Regions from separate parts of the Mus musculus genome. Here region 1 is linked to region 2. Evidence: chromatin contacts called from public Hi-C data. All regions are on one chromosome and are shown on one strand. The core of a region is the stretch at or near the end of the contact, and the rest is flanking DNA. Distances in the headings are between cores, read along the strand shown. Region 1 overlaps Cnot10 (CCR4-NOT transcription complex, subunit 10). Region 2 overlaps Cnot10 (CCR4-NOT transcription complex, subunit 10).

Region 1 (3,983 bases), core at 53-2,552, 40 kb after region 2:
TCTGAATGAAAACAGCCCCATGAACATATTTGAAAACCTGATCCCCAGTTAAAGGAGGTGTGTTACGGGGGCCACGCTTTGCGGTTTAAAAAGCCCATATCATTCCCAGATAGCTCTCTACTCCTTGTGCTCCAGGATCAAACATAAGCTCGCAACTGCTGCTATGGCGCCATGCCTGCCTAACTGCCGTGCTCCTTGACATGATGGTCATGGACTCTATTCCTCTGGAGCCGTGAGCCCCCAAATTAAACAATTCATCTTGTGAGTTGTCTTGGTCATGGTGTCTCCTCAGAGCAGTAGAACAGTAACTTAGAGAGTGGTCTTCTGTAGTTCTTTTTGTTTTTAAAAAAGATCATATGGTTTGAATAAGAATGATGACCCCCACAGGCTCAGATATTTGAATGCTTGGTCCCAAGTAGTATTTGAGAGGAGTTAGGAGGTGTGGCCTTGTTAAGGAAGTATGTCACTGGGGGTGGCCTCAAGCTAGGCTCTCCCTTCCTGCTGTCTGGGGATCCTGCTAGAGACCTTGCAGCTACTTTCTCGGTGTCATGTCTGCGTGTGCCACCATTGTCCGCTCTCCCTAAAATGGTAAGCAAGCCTCAGTTAAATGCTTTCTTTTTTTCAAGTAGCCTTGGTCATGGAGTCTCTTTACAGCAATAAGGCATTAAAACAAAGCTTTATTTTTTTAGCTTATGTGTAAGTGTATGTGGGAGTGGGGGACACATTGAGTATGGGTGTTTATGGAGACCAGAACAGGATGTCAGATCTCCTGGAGCTGAGGTTTATAACAGGCTGTGAGCCACCCAACATGGCTGACGGGAATAAAACGCAGGTCTTCCTGTAATAGTAATACTTATTCCTGATTACCAAACAACCCCTCCAGCCTCCCCACATGCTTTTTTTAAAGACATGGTCTCACATAGGAACCCAAGCTGGTCTTGAACTTGCTATCTAACCAAGAATGACCTTGAACGACAGATCCGCCCGAGTCTAACACCCAAAGCTGATAGTGTAGGCCCGGGCCACCACACCCAAGCTTTCTATTTATGTGCACACTATGGAGGGATGTCTTTTTTTTTTTTTTTAAGGTTTTATTTTCACTTTTATTTATATGTATATGAGTGTTCAGGGCTATTGGAGGTTAGAGAAGGGTTTTAGATCCCCTGGAACTGGAGTTACAGGCAATTGTGAGCTGCCTGATGTGGGCGCTGGGAATCAAACTCACATTGCAAGAGCAGTGAGTGCCATCTCTCTAGCCCTTGTTTTTAACATGGTCACACTTCAGCCCAGACTGGCCTTGAATTCCTGCTCCTCCTGCCTCCACCTCTTAAATGATAGAACTAAATCCATGTGTGTGTCTGTCTGTCTGTCTGTCTGTCTGAGCTAGAGGCTAAACCCAAGGTTGACTGTGTGGTGCTAGGCCAGTGCTGTATCACTGAGCTATCCCCAATCTTTCTCCTTTCTTAGGATTCAAGTTCTCCTTTCGTTAATTCCCAATAACCAGTATTCTTGCAAGTATAAAAAGAAGCCATGTTCCTATATGAAGAGAAGAAATTCCAAAGTTTTGTTTTCAGGCACCAATCTTTCTATTCCAAAATCCTTGGCTTGGATTTCGTACCACTCTCATTAAATCTTCACACTGGAGGGGCCTCCAGAGAGCACTGATTTAGAATACAAATGCACACAAAGGTCTGGACACTGTTCTCTGAGGATCTCCGCCCCAGGATTTACTTGCTAACTTATAAACATACTCTCTGTCTATGGTCTAGTCCTTTCTCTGTCGGGCCTTCTGTCAGCCCAGAGATCTGGTCAATAAGCAATTGTAGTCTCAGGGATTATTCTAGGTAGAGGTACTTCAGGTACAAGCAGTAAACTGCACAACATCAGTTTTAAAAACAGGATTTATTAGCTGGGTGGTGGTAGTACACACCTTTAATCTAGTGCTTGGGACTCATTCCTGGTCTACAAAGTGAGTTCCAGGACAGCCAGGGTAACACAGTAACCCCGTCTTGAAAAACAAAAACAAAACCAACCAGACAAAAATAAACACCCCCAAACCAAAATAAAACCCCAACAAAACAAAACAGCCCCCTCCACACACACACAAACAACCAAACACCAACCCCTCCATCCATAAAGAAAGCCCAGGATTTCTTTACTCGAGTGTACGTGTGCAGGTGTGTGTGTGCCTGTGTGCAGAGACCACAAAACGGCAGCAGGTATCCCACCCTTTCCTATTCTGCTGAGTCTGCTGAAGCTCCCCCTGAACTTGGAGAGCGTTTCCTGTGGTAGGCTGGAAGCCGGCAAGCCCATCCTGTCCTCCCCAGAGCTGGGGTTACAGACATGTGTTTTACCTTTGCGAACTGACAAATCCTCACAGTCTCAATAAGAAAGCCAGAAAGTGACCACCAAGAGGAAAGTCCAGGAGGAACTTACATTTCCAGCTGTGTTCATGACAGACTTGATTTCCCTTTTGCAAGCCTTCAGGGACTTCATCTGGATGTACCCTCTGACTTTGTACTGTCAATGAGGAATGGAAACATGTAAGAGGGGTGGGTCACTTGCACAGGCTCAACCTTTGCTAGCCAGTCCAGGACATTAACTCTCATTTGCATACAACAGAGTCAAAAGCCAGTCATACGCAAATGCAACTTTAAAATTATCTTAAGTATCTGTTTCCTGTTTATTTTCTTGTGGTGCTGGGGATAGAAACTAAGGCTTCATGTATTGCAGGCCATCATTCTACCCCTGAGCAAAACCTACAAACTCAAATCTGCATAAGATAATTTTAAAATTCAATATATTACTTTATCATACACTACAGGCTACTTCAAAGTTCTATACAGTAATTTATAGAAGTTACAATGTATATATTTCAAGCAAAATGTATTTAGAGGGATTAACTGAGCTCTCAACTCCAAGCCTTTGAATCCGAGTAAGCGCACCGCCTTGAGTTAGTGCTCACGTGCCTCTCACACTGCCGCTCGCTCGCCCACACTGTGAGCGTGCGTACCTGGTGTATCTTGGACTTGGCAGCCTCTATTAGAGCTGCACTCTCAGCCTTAGGGTTGGATCCATCTTTGCTGCTGTTATTGCCAGTCTATAAAATAGGAAACAAAGTCAATGGGATTGTTATGACGGTAACTCAGTTCCAGATGAGCTAAGTAGAGTGCCCAAGTCAAGTACCCAGAGGCCATTTGCAAACTGAAGCCACTGCAGAGCCCACTTCTAGGGACTGAGAGTCGAGTGGCACACTAACGTGGCACACTTAGGAAACTCATAGATGAGCATAACCAGGGACCCATTTAAAATCACAGGTGCCACTCAAGACTACGCCTCTAAAGCCCAAGCCAGACCCTGTCTCTTTCTAGCCAGCACCACTGAAGCCCAGCTTCCTGAGGAAGCCCTCAGTCTCCCACCGTCCTGACCGCAGAGCCCCTTGGCTGCAGTGGGAAAATGCCCCAGCCACTGCCCATTGCAGACACTGCTCCCTTCCCAGCCTACAAGTCCCTCGGCTCCACCCCTCCTCTTCTGATAGGTCAAACTGTTCAACTCACTGTACTCCATCCGCCCCTCCCCAGCAGAGGGCCCAAAGGACAAGGATTGCATACAGTGTTCCTACTGTCAGATCAGACACACACAGACACACACACACACAGACACACAGACACACACACACACACACACACACACACACACACCACACACACCCCTACTGAACTTAAGGCCTATTTCACCAAATATTAACAGTACTAAATATTATGAAAATGAAATATTTGACAACACAAGGTTTAGGAGTGAAGCTGAGAGCATTCAACTGGAATCTAACATACCCTGTTGGGTTGAGAAATGTGAAACATGCAAACATTAATAAATGGAACATTTTACACACAGTTTACAAGGGTAAGTCAGATATTACTTTCTGTGAATGCCATCTCATAAGCTGCTAGGATACTACCTCATACAACAGACACTGGTCACAC
Region 2 (4,403 bases), core at 696-3,195:
TTCTCAGCACTCACACAGCAGAGCACAGTTGTCTCCAGTTCCATAGGATCCAGCGCCCTCTTCTGGCCTCCATGGCTCCAGCACACATCCAGGCAAAACACTTATGCACATACATTTTTTTTTAACGGAAATGTTTTAAATGTTTTTAACCTATTATTTGAGAATTTCATGGATGTTCACCACGTACTTCAATTATATACACCTTCAGTCCACTCTCCATCTCACCCTGGACTCCTCTCTACACTACCCTACCTACCAATCTCATTCTGGGGCTTCCCTTCTAGAACTGGGCGCTGTGTTTTGCCAAGAGCAGGTTCCTAGATGGGCTTTAAAAGGCTGACTGACCTTCAACTGACCAATAATTGACTTTCTATTATCGTCATTATCATTATTATTATTTTTACACTACAGCAACTGGAGAAGTATATGTTATGGTTGTTATTTGATTTTGTTGTTGTTGAAGACAAGGTCTTTCTTTGTAGCCCCGGCTGTTCTGCAACTCACAGAGATCTGTCTGCCTCTGCCTCTTGAGTGCTGGAATTAAAGGTACGGGCAACCAACCACATCTTTCTGGCCTTGTTTGATTTTTATTTTATTTATATTTTGTGTATGGGTGTTTTGCATGCATGTATTCTGTGCACTACTTCCAGTGCCCAGAGGAAGCCAAAAGAGGGCGTTGGATCCCTTGGAACTGGAATTGCAGATGGCTGTGAGTCGATGTGTGGGCACTGAGAATTGAACCCGGTTCTTCTAGAAGAGCAGTCAGCCAGCCAGCCAGTGTTTTTAACTGTAGATTCATCTCTCCAGTCCCTGTCGTTTGATTTTTGAGACAAATTCTCACTCCATTGTTTCATGCAGTCAAGCTTAAACTTCTGAGCAATCTTCTGCCTTAGTCAGGGACTACAGGCAAGACAGTCCTTTGTCACAATGCCAGCTGAAATACTTATCAATGGTATTTATCCAAATAGATGCTTGCCTGGCCCAGCCTCGGCATAAAGCCATAAAATATCATCCTTGTCCAATACTTGGGAGTACTTAGCTAAAGCAGTATTTTTCCTTTCTTTAAAAACTCAGGCCGGGTGGTGGTGGTGCACGCCTTTAATCCCAGCACTTGGGAGGCAGAGGCAGGCGGATTTCTGAGTTTGAGGCCAGCCTGGTCTACAAAGTGAGTTCCAGAACAGCCAGGACTACACAGAGAAACCCTGTCTCAAAAAACAAAAACAAACAAAAAAACAAAACAAAAAAACCCCCAAAAACTCAGGCAGAAAAGAGCCAGAAGAGTACAGAGGATCTTAAACCTTCACCCACAGAGCAAAGATAAGTCAAGGAACCGAAGCAAATGAAATACATTGAGTAATGTTATTATGGTAAAAATTAAAATCTAAACAATGGGGAAAAAAACCAAAAAAAAAAAAAAAAGCCAAAGATAGAAATGGCTTATACATTTACTCAACCACGGAAGTGACAGGAGTAAAATAAAGCTGTATAAAACAAACTAGTCAAATAACTAAAACAAAATCAATAGAATCGAATAAAGTGGAAAGGAACAGATGACGGGAAGAAATCAGTGAAGAAATTTGTTGGGCTGTTCCGCGCTGCCGCTAGGTGGCGCTCGGCGCCCCGGGCTCCACGCGGATTCCCGGTTGCGTCCCGAGACTCTGCCTCTCTGCTGCTTTCCAGAGGGATCCCGCGGGCTGGCCGTACCCCTTCCCGGCTGTCCCCGCTGGGAATAGCTTGGAGGTCGTGTGAAGAGTCACATCGTGGGCAGGATACCCTGGTGATAAGGACACAGATCGCAGCGGGACCACAGCTGTTCCAATGATTTTGATTTCCTTGGTGGGACAGCTACAATAAAGTTTTTTCTCGTATATTAAAGGATCAACGCGTATGGAGTGAAAACTCCCCACCTGCAGGGTTGCCTGTTAGCTTCCTGAGGTCTCAGCGGAGATATGGACTGTGGTAAGACTGTTGGCAGCTGGCCATTGCCCGGGTCCCAGAAGTCCCCAATCAGGGCTGAGCTGGGGGGGGGGGGGTGTGGGTGTGGGTGGGGATAGGGGCTGCTCACATGCTAATGTGGCGGTGACAATCGTGCGGGGGCGCCCCCGCGCCTGGGGGAGCCAAGGCAGAAACAAAGCATTAGCATTTTCCCCTAGAGAAAGGACTGCATTCCTGGGAGGGGAGCGCGGCCCTCCCCATTCACACTGGGGACCACACAGAGTGCCTCTTGCGCCAAAAGCTGGAAGGTTCGTCGGTTTGGCTTTTCTTTTGACCCGGGCGTTGCATACGAAATGTAGATATTTTCCTAAACGCCGGCTTTGACATTTAATGCGTTCCTAAGTAGTCTGAAATGTGGACTGGATTAGGAGGAGGCTAGGGGCCCACCGGGACACTCAGGCAAATCCCCTTAAATCCTCCAAGACAATTGTGTGTCACCACACGGATTCGCTTTGCCCCAAATGAGGAGGCTAATGAACTTCACTGCCTCCTTCCGTGACAGCCCACTCGCACCTGGCCGAGCCTCTGCGCCCGCCTCCCAGCTTTGTGTCAGGGCGTGTTTACTTTGTGTTTACTTTAGGCCAGGCCTGTTGGCTTCTAGGATCCAGTCTGACCATTAACTAAGGCACCTATCCTGGGCCATTGCTCAACCTTTACTCCACAAGGGGTGAGGGACACAAATACTGAGGGCCCTGGGACCTTGGGGCTATTACAGGCCACCCCATTTCAGGCCCCTTGGAACACTGCTAAGCCCAGAAAGAAAAATAGCATGAAACTCTACTTTACATGGGGAGTATTTTACCAGCAGGTTATGCGCCCCCGGAGGCCAGAAGAGGGCATCAGCTCTATTGACCTGGAGCTACCTGGTTTCGAGCCACCGTGTGGATTCTGGGAATCGAGCACCATCCTCTGCATACCTTCAGCTCCTCTCACCCATCTTCATAATTTACTTCTTATTCTCTCCCCTTCCCCTTTGAGACAGGTCTCATTATGAAACCCTGGCTGGCCTGGAATTTGCTATACTGTCCAGAATGGCTTCAATCTCACATATTTCTTTTTTTTTTTTTTCTTTTTTTTCTTTTTTTGGTTTTTCGAGACAGGGTTTCTCTTTATAGCTCTGGCTGTCCTGGAGCTCACTTTGTAGACCGGGCTGGCCTCAGAAATCCGCCTGACTCTGCCTCCCAGTGCTGGGATTAAAGGCGAGCGCCACCACGCCCGGCCAATCTCACATATTTCAATGTCACTCAAATTTTGCAAATTTTTGTTTTTTGTTTGGTTGAGACAGAGTTTCTCTGCTTAGCCCTGGAAGAACTCTGTAGACCAAGCTGGCCTTGAACTCAGAGATCTGTCATTCTCTGCCTTCTGGTGTGCTGAGAGGCAGAGACAGGTGGATTTGTGAGTTTGAGGCTAGTCTGGTCTACATAGCAAGTTCAAGGGCATCAGGAATAGAGACCCTGTTTCAAAAGCAAACACTACTACTGTTAGGATTTATGCCATGGGAGTACCTTGGCAGATTACAGGCAAGGTTTACCGGAAAGATCACACCATGCAACATATCTTCTGCAACAGATTGATTGACGGGGAGGGGGAAAGGCAGTCTTGGAGAGGGGACATGAAAGAGAGACAGAGACACCAAGAGAGAGCTAGAATGATGGCCAAAACCTTTTCAAAGGTCTGGTGATGACACAGCTCAGCCACTGAGTCATTGAGGGTAGGCTTGGGTGCACCTTGTCTCTACCCCACGCCCCCCAGAAAACAAAAACAACACAAACCAACAACAACAAAAACCAAAGCAAAAATTCTTTATAACAGTCTTGAGTGCTGGGTCCAACCTCCATAACTATGGCGACGTGAACAAGAATGGCTCTCATCGACTCATATTTGAATGCTTCATCTTCAGGGAGTGACACTTCAGGGACTGGGAGGCGTGGCCTTGCTGGCAGAAGTGCATCACAGGGACAGGCCCAGTGTTTCTCTCCAGTCTCCTCTCCAGCACTACTTCCGTCTTCCTGCCACAATGTTCCCTGAAATGAAGATAATGAACTGAACCTTAGAAATTGTAAGCCAGCCCCAATTAAATGTTTCCATTTATTTAAGTTGCTGTGGTCATGGTATTTCTTCACAGCAACTGGAACAATGACTAAGACAACTGCCACAAAATAGCTAAATAAATAAAAGTTTGCTAGCCTCAAACTCAAAGATCCACTTGCCTCTCCCTCCTGAGTTCTGGGCTTAAAGGTTTGTGCAACCACTGTCCCACTCCCTTTTTTAATGAAAAAACAACAACAACAACAACTATATATCTATATACCTGTGTGTATAAATAATATAAATATTATATAAATTATAATATAAATAATAAAGTCATATAATAATTTATAAATATAAAATGTATAAATAAAATATCA

What was found. Hi-C and Micro-C count contacts between places; a contact is called where the count stands out from the background.
Region 1: a contact with region 2 is called in a Hi-C map of embryonic stem cells, with 1.9 times the contacts expected there. The contact joins two enhancer-like sites. A contact is called at or near these places in 1 of 39 promoter capture datasets (the 3T3-L1 cell line), 1 of 15 datasets of contacts at CTCF or cohesin (pro-B cells), 82 of 484 Hi-C or Micro-C datasets (the AML12 cell line, CD4 T cells, the CH12 cell line and 35 more), 10 of 115 datasets of contacts at active chromatin or transcription factors (the HPC-7 cell line, embryonic stem cells and extraembryonic endoderm stem cells) and 3 of 9 other capture datasets (adipose tissue, embryonic stem cells and pancreatic islet).

What each region holds. Positions count from the first base shown.
Region 1 is chr9:114,623,384-114,627,366 of GRCm38.p6, forward strand. Cnot10 (CCR4-NOT transcription complex, subunit 10) reads right to left here. Exons shown (of 20, transcript NM_153585.5): 6 at 3,014-3,100; 7 at 2,437-2,520. Among named protein-coding and RNA genes, the nearest start is that of Gm51659, 9.7 kb to the right of the region's middle. Within about 2 kb of position 1,303, at least 4 of the 459 cell types and tissues checked have an H3K27ac peak or open chromatin away from gene starts, as enhancers often do. A contact at or near this core is called in embryonic stem cells, where this site is marked.
Region 2 is chr9:114,582,321-114,586,723 of GRCm38.p6, forward strand. Cnot10 (CCR4-NOT transcription complex, subunit 10) reads right to left here. Exons shown (of 20, transcript NM_153585.5): 20 at 3,554-4,019. Among named protein-coding and RNA genes, the nearest start is that of Trim71, 20 kb to the left of the region's middle. Within about 2 kb of position 1,946, at least 138 of the 459 cell types and tissues checked have an H3K27ac peak or open chromatin away from gene starts, as enhancers often do. A contact at or near this core is called in embryonic stem cells, where this site is marked.